Regions from separate parts of the Sus scrofa genome. Here region 2 is linked to region 1. The links are chromatin contacts, called in public promoter capture Hi-C maps. All regions are on one chromosome and are shown on one strand. The core of a region is the stretch at or near the end of the contact, and the rest is flanking DNA. Distances in the headings are between cores, read along the strand shown. Region 1 holds the start of RTTN (rotatin). Region 2 holds the start of TMX3 (protein disulfide-isomerase TMX3).

Region 1 (7,364 bases), core at 2,901-5,400:
TGGGTATTTGATAGAAATTGATTTGAATCTATAGTTCAATTTCAGGAGTACTGCCATCTTTAAAATGGCAAATCTTCCAATAAATGACACAGGATATTTTTCCTATATGTTTAGTTCCTCTTTAATTTCTTTCAATGATATTTTGTAGCTTTTCAGTGTAGAAGTCATATTTATTGTGTTAAATTTATTTCTAAATATTTTATTCTTTTAGATGCTATGGTAAAGGGAATAATTTTCTTTAATTTTTGGATTGTTTATTGCTAGTATATAAATATAGAATTGATTTATGTATTAATTTTATATACTCTAAGGTCTTTTTTTCTCTAAGAGTTTTTTCTCAGATTCCTTAGGATTTTCTCTATATGAGATCATGTCAAGTGCAAGCAGAAACAGATTAACTTTTCCTTTCTTATCTGGATGACTTTTATTTTTTTTTCTTGCCCAATTACCATAAATAAAACTTCAAGTGCAGCACTGAATAGAAATGGTGATAGCAGACATCCTTGTCTGTTTTGCCGTATCTATAATTAAGAGGCTTATTGATTAAATTGTGCAAAAAAAAAAAGCAGAGTTTAAATTTATGTTGCTCTGCTATTTGAAATGGAACATACTATATCTTGTTTCCATCATTCCACTATAAAAGGGCATGAAATATTTATTAACTTTCTATTTTGGTATTGGGAGGATAAATTAGATTTGACAATCCCCTTAAAAATTAAGTATTATGTAAATTCATAGGACCAAGTTATGGGGCATGATTAGGAAAATTCATGAGTTGGGGATGAAACCTCAGGCTTTAATATTTTTCCTTCTTTGAAATCAGAATTATTAATAAACCATAATCTTTATTCTTAAATAAGGCAGGCTGAGGTCCAGGTGACTTTCCTGGAAGGCACACAGAATGTTTGCTGCTCTGGGGGACCATGAATAACTTCCACACATCTACTGGTTAGAGCCCTAGGATTGCTTAGGAATCCTGCTTGCATTGTCTTCATAAATAAATTAGTATCCCATTGAGTGTAAAAGTAGCCTGTAAAAGAATTTCCCCTTTGGGCCAATAATTTCTTTCCTCTAAAAAACCAGGGAAAAAAGCCTGAGCACTGATACTTTTTTTCTTTTTTCTGGAAATTTCTCCTGGGAATGGCTGTACCAATGGCTGTAAGGCTGGAGCACCTCTGATCTTCAAAGCCTCCCTCACTAAGTAGCAAGGTTCAGTCTGTGTCCCAGGACCCCTTGGATGAAGGGAGCATCAACCTTGTGGTTATACTTGCAGGTAGTACTATACTTGCAGGTTTGACATTGCATTTGATTCCTAGAAAGAGGATTATTTTAGTCCTTTGGGGCTACTATAACAAAATAGACTGGATAATTTACAAACAACGAATTTACTTCTCACAGTTCTAGAGGCTGAAATGCCCAAGATCGAGGCACTAGCAGATTCATTGTGTCGTGAGGACTTGCTTCCTGCCTCATAGATGGCTGTTGTTTTTGTTTTGGTTTTCCTGTGTCCTCACTTGTCCTCTCTGGAGCTTCTTTTATAAGAGCACAAATCCTACTTAGGAGGACTCAACCCTCATGACCCAATCACCTCCCAAAGGTCCCCACTAACACCATTACATGGGGGATTAGATTTTAACAAGAATTTTCTTGGTAGGGGGAGCAGGACAATCATTCAGTCCATAGCAAAGAGGCACCTTTCCCTTTGCTGCTTTTTTGCTTTTTAGGGCTGCATCTGCCGCATATGGAATTTCCCAGGAGTCGAATCGGAGCTGTAGCTGCCTGCTTCAGCCATAGTCACAACAACGTGGGATCTGAGCCGCGTTTGTGACCTACACCACAGCTCATGGCAATGCTGGATGCTTAACCCACTGAGCAAGGCTAGGGATGGAACCTATATCCTCATGGATCCTAGATGGGTTCGTTAACTGCTGAGCCATGAAGGGAAATCTCTATAATTATTTTTTAAAATAATAAATAATAATTAATTAATTAATTAATTAATTAATTATTAGTCATAAGTACCTATTATGGAGGTCCTTGAATAAGTGCTTTCTCTGGGTTATCTCCTTTGGTCTTCAGTCTTATTAGAGGTTACTACTTTTAACCCCAGTTTCTACTTGTAAACGCCTGAGACTTAAAGGTCATAGAGGCATCAGGTTTTCTCTCCTACCTGCCAATCCTTTAACACTATTTTTTGTTAATAATACCCTTTCCTTAGTGGAAGTCTTCTGCCCACCTCCTTGTGACTCTAGCTGAGTATCCTGTTATGATATCATGCCCTGTTCAGAGTGTAATCTAGGATCAGGTAACCTCATAACAATGATTCTGATGGAGTACTTATCATGGATTTTACATCCAGATGTTGAGAGAGAAGTTTTCTTTTTCTTCTAGAGTTTCTGCATGAAAAGATGAATGTCTGGATCACAATCCTCTCTTTCCCTACAATTTTGGAATTTTTCTTGTAATATAAGAGAATGAGAGAGGCAAATACATTGAGAGAAAAAAAGCCAAGAGACTGAGAAAAAGAACAGTGATATTTTTGAGTCTCTGAGGCTAGATCCTTTTCTAGAGTGAGATAGTAACTCATTTTTGCTTACTTGTTTGGGTTAGAGTTTTGTCACTTGCGACCATAAGCTTACCCACAATTATGCAATTAAGGTGGCAAAGCTGGTTTTAAATCTCTGCCTGTCTGGCTCCAAAGTGTGTGCTCGGTGCAACAGTTTGGTTAGCTTATACGGCTATGAGCCAGATATTTTAAGTGAGTCAAGTAACTGGAATAAATGCACAGGATCACAACTTACAGACCTGCTATACATAACCCCAAGTATTGAAATTCATGTCCAAATTGTAAGGAAGAGCAAAACTGCATGCATGCTTCTTCCAGAAAAGAAAAAAAAAAAAAAAAAAGCATTTCTTTCTCTCCTAAGAAAAATCATCACCAGAAAAGATCTCTACCTTCACCCCTTCCCTGATCCATATATGTATCACCAGTGAACGGCTGTCATTTACCATCATGTAAAATTCAATGTGTATTTACTATGTGAGCACTTAAGTATATATGACAAAAACTATTTTAAGTACACATAGAAAATTACAAAGATAATACACATATGGTTCTTCACACATCTACACACAGATATCTATTGGCCATTTTTTCAAGTACTCAGGCATCACTTAAAATATTTGATCTTAAAGTTCATAATTACAAAAGCCTGGGTTGCTGATGGGGATACAATAAAAGTAGAAATTAATAATGAAAGTATACAACAAAGAAGGCAATTAAAAATCAACCTTCTAAACAGATCTTGGGAGAAAAAGGAAACAGTAGTTTCAGGATTGTTGAAAATAATAATAGTTAGAATATTACAAATCTAAATTCATGATATATGACTAGAGCTTTTTTTAGATGCAGATTCATGGACTTAAAATTCACTATAACTAAGAAAGAATTGAAATAAAGTAACTCTTAGCTTAAAAAGTTAGAAAAGGAACAGCGAAACAAACCCAAAGAAGGAGAAAGTAACTGATACTAAATAAAAGTACAGTTAATACATTAGAATATGTTTTTTTTTAAACAGTAGAATTAATAAATTGACAGTTGATACTTTGAGGAAAAACTGGCAAACTAATACTCAGTCTAACAGGAGAATGATAATTGTTTTGAATGTAATAGGCAAGACAATAATTTTTGTCTAATTATAAAGGTAACATCTGCTCAATAATAACAGCAAATGTTAGAAAAGCAACATAATCGATACCACTTCATAGTCTGACCTCCTATTCTACTTAAAAAATGCTTGCTTGAAGTTATTTTTCTCCCATCCCTTACCCACCAACATCCCCAATTTCCTATCATCCAAGACTGTTCATCTTAGAAATATCACTGAAAAAATTAATTCTCTCATTTCTTCATACCGCTTTGTGTATTTTGACCTTGACACTTCAAATACACAACTTAAACCGTCATGGCTGGACAACTACAGATACTTATCAGTTAGTGCAAATGCCTCCTTCTACAGTTTCTGTTTTTCAGTACCTTTGACACACCATTCAGCAGGAGCTATTGCCCTATGGAATGCAGCCACTGTTACAATCTTGGCCAGGCAGGTTTAGGTGTGGGCTAGCTGAATCTTGGTTAAATATACACACTCTCATTTCTTCCTCTCATTTCCTCCTGGTGTCTCTATTTACCACAGCCAGTTGGATGCTGGAGGGCCAGGGTGCTTTGCTGGTGCAGCCTTTTCATCTGTAGAGGTCAGTTACCGGCAGAGGCTAGCAGAGTGGGGAGAAGTCCCTGGAGGACCAAATGGGGAAATAGCCAGCATGCCAGTTGCCCCTCTTCTCTTTCTCCCAGAGGTAATCTGGTCACATAGACTTTTTCACTTTCCCTGACTTCGACAGACTCACTCTGAATTCTTGCCTTTGCATGTACTGTTTTCTCTGGCAGAAATTCCCTTATACTATTTCTTTGCCTGGCAAATAAACTCCTACTTATCCCCCAAGGTCCAGCTCAAATGTCACCACTCTCTATCTACAGACTTGTAGAGGTGGCAAGGTTCTAAGAATGGGACAAAGAAACAAACTTAATCAGTCAGTTATTTGTTGATGTGATAGTGAGCCAGGTACTTCTCCGATTTTAAGTTCCTCCTCACTCCCAATCACCCCCTCCTTTTTTTTTTTTTGCAAAATAGGAATGAGAATTGCTGCCTCGACATCCCTTGTCCAGGGAAATTGAAAAGATCAGTGAGATAAAATATTTTCTAAAATGCAAGTCATTTTATATATTTAGTTTTGTTGTCTTTGCTGTTAACCATTGCTTAGATTTTTTTTCCCTATTAGTTCAGCTCGATCACAGTGCAGAAGTCAACTTTAGAGGCATTCAAATAGGAATTAACCCCCCTACCAATCCCTTTTTCTTTCTACAGTCGCCTTTTTTCTCTTCTGTGTACCCCTCCCCCCACTTCCCCCCCAGCTAGCCTTTATTTCTATTGCGTCCTGTTTACTTTGAAACCAGGTATCCAAGGTCACTGCTTGATTTTGCAGGTTCGTTTTACAGTTGAAGAGGTTAAGTCATTTAGTAACGCAGGGAGGCAGGCGTGGGCTGGGATGGGTAATCCTAACAAAAGTCCGCATTCTAAATTGTAAAGTTCTGGGAGCTGAGAAGTCAGACTGGCAGAGTCATAAACCCCTCGCATAGAAGCGAGGACGCCGGAACCCCAGGCTGGCGGGCACGGTGGCGGGTCCGGAATTCCGGGAGCGGAGCACGAACAAGCGAAGACTACAACTCCCGACGCGCACTGCGGCCAAAGCTGGTTCTATCGCTGCTTGCTTCTTCATTCTTTCCATTTCTTAACAATCCACACCACTGTCTAGGAACTACGAAGTAGTAATTACAGAGAGGCCGTAAGCTTCTTTGGGGGCGCGGGTGCTGGGAACAGCTTACGGAATGCTTCTCACTCCCTGTCTCCTTCGCTCAGGAATTGCGGAACCCGTCTTCCATCTGGCCGGGTTTCTGGGGGGACAGTAATTAAACTGACGTTGTGGCGCGGCAGTTTAATTCTCCGGCGGCGGCTGATTGAGCGGGACGAGATGGTCCTGACCGGGCTCATCAGGAAACTCGGTAACAATCTGAGTTGCCCCTCACCCGGGTCGCCCTACTGTCCTGGCCGTTTGCTGAGAATGGCCGAGTCACGGTGCCAAGGCCCGGCCACCCCGCAACGGCTCCCCGTCTCCTGGGGACACATCTCAGACTTTGTTTTAAACTCTTTAGTTCTCGTCCTGAAGGCACCTGCGGCCTGCGTGTTTTTTTTTTTTTTTTTTCTTTTTCTTCCTTTCTTAATCCTGCTTTCGCCCGCAGCGTAAATAACACAGTTTTAGGGTAAATCCCCTGTGGGCACCTCTTTGGAGTCGGAAAATTAGCTCTGTGCTGTACTTCTTTGACAGGTCATCAGCTGGCCGAGATCAGGGAACGCGCCCTTAGGAATATTCTCTGCAAAGTTGAGCACAACTTAATTTGTTGTGCTGATCTAGTTCAGGAGAGGCTACTTTTCCTCCATTTGCTGGAATGGTTCAATTTCCCGTCTGTTCCAATGAAAGAAGAGGTTCTGAGCCTGTTGAACAGATTGGTTAAGGTAGGATCATTTTGAAATTTAAACGAGTGAATGTTTTGTGGTCACTTAATTGTAGCAGTAGTTGAAAATTTAAATGATTAAACTTAAAGAAACAACTGAAGATGTCGAATTTTATTCCTTTGTGTATATAATGCTCGTCCTCCTTTAACTTGTGATACTGAATCTCACATTGTCTGTACTGTACCCAGCTTCTGAATCCAGGTATATTCTGACTTTTGGGACCATCTTTGGAGGTTAATATTTGTCATTTTGTTTTCCCTTATTTACTGTTATTTACATGTTAAAAAGTAGATGTATATGTCTAAAAGAGAACACATTTAAAGGTGATGTTACAGACCACGATAACAAACAGCATAAGTATGTTAAATTGTTTTTCCCATATCTTTTTTTTTTTTTTTTTAAGATTTATGTTTCTTAGTCTGACTTGACAGTAGCTAGTTGTCAGGATCAAATATCAAAGTGCTAGTTTAACTTCTCCAAACTGTAAATCCTTTTGCAGTTGTAGGGGATTATTACTTTGGCATCCTTTGACTGGTTGGAGGAAGGAGAGGATGGGGTGAATCAGTGGAGAGAAGTAATCAATTTAATAAATAAATGTAGGAATTGATAGTGTGCATTTCTAGTGTTCACTGTCTGGGTTTTTCTCTCATAAGTGTTATCTAATGTTTTATATTTGTTTATAATTTATGTACATCACTGAAAGATTTATTGTTTTAAAAAAGGAACATCTGGTGTACCAAAAATAATGTCCTATTTTGATTGCTGTAAGATAAAGTCTAAAGATTTTTATATTTATAGTTATTTTCAAGGCTCTCCTCTTATTTCAGTATTCCCCAGCAGTCCAGCATTTGGTTGATCTTGGTGCAGTTGAATTCTTATCAAAACTTCGTTCTAATGTGGAGCCGGATCTGCAGGCTGAAATTGATGGCATTCTGGATGGACTTTTTGTTCTTCCTTCAGAAGTTCCTGAACTGTATTCTGCATCTGATCAAACCAGTCAAACTGGTAACTCTTTGAAATCGTCTGATGAAATCAGTTAATTAGTCTCTTAAAATATAAATATATTGGTTCTAATGGTTAATTCTAAGGAAAGGGACCTTAAAGGAAAAAAAAAAAAAAAAAAAAGGAAAAAAGAGCGCTCCCCCTTTTTTTGAGTTAACTTACGTGAATTTGACCTTAATTCCCTTCCTCTAATGTTATAGAGAGGAGGGTACATGTATATTTTTGCTTTTT
Region 2 (7,364 bases), core at 2,786-5,285, 1.3 Mb after region 1:
CTACAGCTCTGATTGCACCCCTAGCCTGGGAACCTCCATGTGCTGTGGGAGAGGCCCTAGAAAAGGCAAAAAGACCAAAAAAAAAAAAAAAAAAAAAAAAAAGGAAACCAAACATTATTGGAGTTCCCATTGTGGTTCAGTGGGTTAAGAACCCAACATAGTGTCCTTGACGATGTAGTTGCTGTGGCCATGGTGAAGGGCGGCAGATGCAGCTCCGATCTGACCCCTAGCCTGGGAACTTCCACATTCTGCAGGTGTGGCTGTAAAAAGAAAAAAATATCTTGACTTTTAACACCATTGATTAATTTGTCTGCTTTCGAGCTTAAAGCTGAAATCATATCATACAGTGAGTACCTTCCTTTAGATTCTCACTTTTGCTCAACATTTTGCTCATGAGATGCATCCATGCAGTTCCCTATACAAAAGCTCATTCTGGAGTTCCCGTCATGGCACAGTGGTTAACGAATCCGACTAGGAACCAAGAGGTTGCGGGTTCGATCCCTGCCCTTGCTCAGTGGGTTAACGATCCGGCGTTGCCATAAGGTGTGGTTGCCATGAGCTGTGGTGTAGGTTGCAGATGCGGCTCGATCCCGCGTTGTTGTGGCTCTGGTGTAGGCTGGTGGCTACAGCTCCGATTCAACCCCTAGCCTGGGAACCTCCACATGCCGCGGAAGCGGCCTAAGAAATAGCAAAAAGATAAAAACAAAAACAACAACAACAACAACAACAACAAAAAAACCAAAAAAAAAAGCTCATTCATTCTCATCACTATAGGAATAAAGCCCAACTTAGCATTCTATCAGACATTTGAGTTGTTCAGTTTTTCACAATTATAAACAGACCTGCTACAGACATCCTTATACATGCCTTCTGGTGAGGATGTGTATGCATAATATAATGGACAGATATATTTACAATATGTAGTTCATTTGAAAGTTTTTCTAAAAACGTCATATTTAATACAGAGCCTTCTAAATGTCAAGGAAACTGATTACCACTGGAGACAGATGAGCAGGAAAAATGCATTTTTCAATAAAAATGTATTCATATTGTACTATGAATTTACTAAATACAAGTTTTGGCATTTGTATATTAGCCTGTTCTCTACACAAAAACTTTTTAAAAGTTTGCTATGTTTAACCATTTTTCAATTAATGCTCTATTCTGATCATTTGCAGAATGTCTAGGTCAGTGGTATGCAATAGGAATATAATACAAATCATAGATGTAGTTTTAAAATTTTTAGTAAAATAAATGGAAATAGGAGAAATTAATTTTAATATATTTTAGGAATGCATACTCAAATATTCAACATAATTTCATCATTTTTTTGAGAAATTTACATTCTTTTTCACACTGTCCTCAAAATCCAATATTTAGTTTTTTCCAGCCATACTTAAATGTTTCCCAGTAACTGAATCAAGAATCAGTTTTAAAATTTAAGTTTATTAAAGTTAAAAAAGCCATTATTCAGTAACCATCACACTAGCTACATTTCAAGAGCTCAACTGCCACATATGGCTAATAGTTATGCTATCTGAAAGCAGAGGCCTAGGTCAAGAATGTTTTTGTGTGTGTGTTAGAGCTGCACCCATGGCATATGAAAGTTCCTAGATCACGGGTCAAATTGGAGCTGCAGCAGCTGGTCTATGTCACAGCCACGGCAATACCAGATCTGCAACCTATACCAAAGCTCACAGCAATGCTGGATTCTTAACCCACTGAGCAGGACCAGGGATCAAACCCAAATCAGCATGGACACTAGTTGGGTTCATTACCTCTGAGCCACAACAGGCACTCCGGAGAATGTTTTTTGTTGATCTCCACAGGATAATTTAAGTTGTGATGGAAATTTTTAAAAAATCGTATTTTTTACATGTTGTGCAATTTTGAAATGGATGAGAGTAATTTTTTAGTTTATTTATTTTGGAGGGATACCTTTGTACTTTCAATTATGCTGTGAACCTAAAACTGCTCTTAAAAAATAAAGCCATTTTTAAAGAAAATGCAACATAGAAGATTTTTACTAAGATAGCAAACGTGGTAATAATACTCAATGTAACTGATGCAGATTATTTTATGCAAGCTTCAAGGGATGAAAATAGCATGGCTGGTTCAGTGGGGTACTGTTATTAGCGGTACAGAGTTGGGGAGGATGGGACAAAGGGAGGGAAGGTACAGTAAACAATAGATGATGAAAGTACTAGCACATAGTATAGAGAGCTATTTTTCTTTCTTTCTTTCTTTTTCTTTTTTTTTTTTTTCTGTCTCTTTAGGGCCACACGCACAGCATACAGAGGTTCCCAGGCCAGGGGTCAAATCAGAGCTGTAGCTGCTGGACTATACCACAGCCATAGCAACGCCAGATCCGGGCCACATCTGCAACCTACACCACTGCTCACGCCAAAGCAGATCCTTAACCCACTGAGTGAAGCCAGGGATCGAACCTGTGTCCTCATCGATGCTAATCAGATTCTTCTCCATTGAGCCACGATGGGAACTCCTAGAGAGCTATTTCATTCTGTATCCCATCGAGTAATGTTAAAGTTTAAAGTAAAGTGATTTTATATTAAAGTTGCTAGATTTCTGAAACATCAATCTAGCAAGTGATGCACAGGTTGCCTTCAAGGTGAAACTAAAGTCTAGGAGCCCGTTTAGGAGGCTATTTCAATTATCCAAGTGAGAGAAGAAGAGAACTTGACCTGGTGGTAATGGAGATGGAAAAAAAAGGGGACAAATTGAAGAGATATTTAGGCAATAAAAGCAACAAGATGTGGCAACCAGTTGAATATGGAAAATATTAAGTTGGGAAGTGCCTAGCATAACTTCTGGAGAAATTGGTCAAACATTTGTACCATTAACCAAAATAGGGTGACTGAAAAAGGAGACAGGGAAGAGGGAGGGAGAAAATTCTAGGGCAGAAAAAAATCCTAATAGTATCCTGTAACAGAAAGAATGCCAGCACTAGAGTCTGACACTTTATGTCAAATAGCAACCCCATTATTTTAAATTATTAAGCCAATTACCTTTTCTATGACCCTGGATCCTCATTTATACTATTTCTTACTTTGAGAACTTTCAATGAAGATTAAATATTTATGTATGTTAAACTCTTAGAATAAACTATATGCTCAATTTAAAAATATAATATTTGAATCTGCCAAAGGCCTGCACTGGATACTATGCAGATTCCATGAAAAGGCTGAAACCTAGGGCTTGCTCTCAATCAGATTACAACTTAATCTTCTAATCATTAAGAACAGCAGGTGTTTTATGGGATTTCTTCCTGGTGGAATTTTGAACCTAAGGTGAGTGGGCTGACATCATAATCCATTTCTGTCCTCGTAACACACCGTTCAATAACTGACTTAATCTAAATCCTCTATTTCACCTCCTATAAAATTTTGATCTAAGTCAGATGCAGTTCCTGCAGCAGTCACTATTGTATAAAGCTGTACTGCTTTTATAAATTACTTTTGTTATGTAGAAAAACTGCAATATTAACACCTTATAGCGAGTATTTTACTTATTTTAACAAGAGAACAGGAACAAATTATCAAAAAATTATGTCCTTCAATCAACTTCATGTTTTCAAATTTCAAGAGAAACAGTTCTTTTAAAGGGACTATTTTAGTTGGCAAAAACACATTAATGGAGCTTACTACCATAAAACAGATCTCCCATTTTGCAAACAGGGTGAAAGATTTCAAATTCATTATGGAGATACATGGAAAGTCACGCAGCAATCCACAGCTTCTTTCTACCCATAGCTAACACAGACCTCTTTTCACGAATTTGATTGCTAACGGCACATGAGCAGCAGGTGAGAGGTGACAAAATCCAATCTCAAGCGTTCAGTCTACCTCACCTTCCGCGCAGAAAACAGCGGGCATTTAATTTTCCGGAAGTCCCTCTATCCTAGTCCCCACACACCACTCCGCCCCCAAAGGAAGGCGCCCCCGCTCCAGGTTCCCACGCTCCCGGAGGAAGCCAGGGCGCTGCTTTGAAGTCGTGACCGCGCATGCGTTCCAGTTCCGCGCAGGCGCTGTAGTTCCGCGCATGCTCAGAGGCGAGGTGGCGGTTCTTGGGAGGATACCAGAGGCCGGCCTGCTGCGCCCCCGCCCCTAGCGCCGAGCTTCCCTTACGGGCACAGGCCAGCCGGCTTCCCTTTCCGGAAGCGCAGGCGGCGGCCGCCGGTGTTCTTTTCTCTTCCCTCCGCAGTGTCGGCTTTTGCAGCTCCTTTGCGGCGAGCATGGCGGCTCGGAGTCGCGGGGCCGCCTTGGGGCTGTGCGCCACAGGTAAAGGCCGCTTGGGCGGTGCGGGAGGGGGCGGGGACCCTCGCCCAGGTGGGATAGGGTGCGGGGCTGGAGCAGGGTCTCGGCAGTGGGGGCGAGAGGCCTGAGGGGGTTGCCGCCGAAGTACTCTCCTGATGGTGGTCCGGTGACCGGCAGCCTTACGGTCCTCCCCCAGCGCAGCTTCACAGGAGACCCGTGCCTTGCAGTGGTTTCTGTTCTCGGTTCGGCAAGAAGTTTCAGAAGCGCCGACTCCTTCACTAGTGGCCAAACCTTGCTTTGCCTTTAGGTTCTTAATTTTGTCACATCTGAAGAGTTTTTAACCTTCGCGGGGGCTAAAGAGAGGGAGGGTCAAGGACCGATTACGGTCAGGTCTTACGGGCTGTGCGGTGTGAGAACTGATCTGAACGTGTGTTGGCCCTTCCCAGCCTCGTGCCATCATCAGAAGTACCCCGGTTCTCACCGTGATATGGCCACTTACAGAGCAGCCTCTTAGTTCCCACTACATTCTGTAGTCAGTATTAGAAGTGTAGCTCAATTTTGTTTCTATATATCAGTGGTGAGAGGGGTAGTCTTTTGAATGGTGTTTGAAATTTATAGAGATAAATTCTGCTAGAGAAAAGGAGATGAAGAAGATGAATTTTCATCTTTACTACAAAAAGATGGAAAAGTAAAAGGGAAAAATAGGATGAAAGTAAAAATATGTAAAAAAAGAACTTCCGTGCCTTAGATTTTTTAGTTTACGTAGAACTTGCTGTCAAAATGTCGTTGCATGCAGATTAAATATTTTTTAAACAGGTGAACAATGCTTGTGCCCTGGGATAGATAAATGATGATGTTTTGATAGGTTGTAAAAAAACAAAATATTTTATAGGTGACTAAGTATGTAAGCCAGAAGGTAAATCAGCATTTATTCTTTTCTTTTTCAGTTTTTTTACTTGATGTGGCATTCTGTAAAGGATTTGTAGAAGATTTAGATGAATCGTGAGTATATATGTTTTTAAATAGTGTCTTAAACTTTTTCCAACTGAGATGTTACCAAAATATTTGTATGAATCTAATATTTTTAAAAAATTATCTTGTCTTATCGAGCACTTAATCTACACCACATAATTTTCTAATTCCGTATGGAGTTAGAAATTTTTTTAAGTATAGGTGATGTAAAATATATTAGCTTAAAGCGTACAACATAGTATGAATCTAATCCTTTGATAATAGAGACAGTAATGGCCAGTGTTAATACAACAGTAATTTTGTTCCAGAAATTGCCATCAGTGCTATATATACAAAACAGGATTGGGCGCAAAAGAGTTTTAAGGACAGTTAAAAGATCAAAAAAAAAAAAAAATGGCACTCTTCTATTTTAACCATTTTACCTTGTATATTTGTTATATATTTTGCCTTTAGTTGCTACTAAGTGGGTGCTGGAATTTGGTAACCACATAGTAACACAGCATTAATCACAAGTCATTGTTTATAGCAGGTGAAATCCTGCCTCAATCCAAAATCCTGTGCATGATTTTTCACGCCTGACTCCAGCAATTACTAGGCTTTTGCTGGCAGGCCTCCAGGGGGAAGCTGCCCTCCCCACACCAGATTTGGTACACAGCCAAGGCTTTGCAGTCTCTGGAGGGAGTTGTAGTCATAGACTCAGGCCCCCAGGTCAGCAGTGCTGTCTGTCTTATCTGCATACTCAGCCTCTTTTGGAGGCCTCAGTGTTAGGGGCAGCCTCCCCTAAGGCATTTCAGAGGTATCTCTGCTGAGACCATCTGCCTTATTGACAGGCTTGGGTGAGGCGCATTTTTCCACTTGGACTCAGTACCTTTCCACTATTGTCCCTTTCCTGTCTCCCTCCCTCTGCGCATGGGTCCTGAGAGGCAGAAGCCTTGGGTTCAGTGCTCCTGGGCAGTGAGGTGGATTCCTTTGTGCTATGTTGCCTGACCCTCACCTGTTCCAGTTCTGCTCAGAAAAATGGAACACCGAGGAGCTGGCCCCTTATTTATTTATTTATTTATTTTGCCTCTTGGCTTGCATTGTCTCAGTAAGTGAATAAAGCCTTGATTGTTACTTTCAGTTTGGCTTGTTGTCCTAATTACACCTCTACACAAGGAAATGTCTGCTTGTTCTCGGACCCAGTTAGCATCCTTATGAAGTCAGGTTACTTAGTCTGTAATGCAACCCAAGGCTTAAGTGACAAATTTCTGGACATGGAGGAAGCAGCCACCATGAAGAGAGCAGAGACTGACTACCACAAAGAGTGACAGTGAGAGGGACCTGGGCACCCTCTCCTGTATGACCTGTGCAAGAGCCTTTCCAGAAAGATCTGAGGGTTAGTGTGGTTATTCAGTAATGGGGTCTCAGGGGAGGAAATTGATAGGCTTCTTACAAAGGACCTCATGGCCAGGTATCAGTGTGTGAGGGGTCTGATGGGCATTGTCCAAGGGTCAGTGTGATGACAGCCTGTGACTCTTGGAATTATGCCTGCCATCCTGCCTGGAGAAGAGTGACAGAGCTCCCAAATCACCTAGACCTTGACAGTATCTTAAACTGAGGCATCTCTCTCCCCAGTGGGGTTGCCTGGGGAGGTAGGGAAGAACTGCACTTCTCTGGCTCTTTTGATATCAGTGCAGTGTGTATAATCCCTGCAAACCCTGCTCCCACAATGAGGAAAATACATGTAATGCCGTCTGGTTTTGAGTCTATGATGACCAACACCAGCCCCCTTGCCCAGGCTGGGTTCTGGATGGGTACTTTTGGGCCCTACTATTCAGTGTGCTCATTGGTATAGATGATTAGCTATGTGCACTCCTACTTTGTCCCTAAGCCCCAGTGGAAATTGCTGCACTTGAGGCCTCTTCCTGGAGCATGTGGAAGACCGAACCTACCGGCTACCAGCTCTTAGTGCTATTGTCTCTAAGTGCTCTATGAAACTTTCTCTATTCAGTGGCCCCATGTGGCCTGGGCACAAGGCCTTGGGTACCTGAAGACTCAGCATTGATGGTAGGTACCTCAATGCCATAGAGCTTTAGAGCTACTCTTGATGCAGGTATGACCTGACATAAGGAAGGTCTA

Evidence for each region. Promoter capture Hi-C pulls out the DNA fragments that hold promoters and counts their contacts.
Region 2: a promoter capture Hi-C map of liver shows a contact between it and region 1, with 16 times the contacts expected there. The contact joins the promoter of TMX3 here to the promoter of RTTN in region 1. A contact is called at or near these places in 1 of 5 promoter capture datasets (liver) and 2 of 2 datasets of contacts at active chromatin or transcription factors (alveolar macrophages and skeletal muscle).

Annotation. Positions count from the first base shown.
Region 1 is chr1:152,684,155-152,691,518 of Sscrofa11.1, forward strand. It overlaps RTTN (rotatin), which reads left to right and starts at 4,151. Exons shown (of 49, transcript XM_021099277.1): 1 at 4,151-4,254; 2 at 5,944-6,131; 3 at 6,959-7,166. The coding sequence starts at 6,090.
Region 2 is chr1:153,983,985-153,991,348 of Sscrofa11.1, forward strand. TMX3 (protein disulfide-isomerase TMX3) reads left to right here and starts at 4,036. Exons shown (of 16, transcript XM_005654478.3): 1 at 4,036-4,298; 2 at 5,222-5,276. The coding sequence starts at 4,253.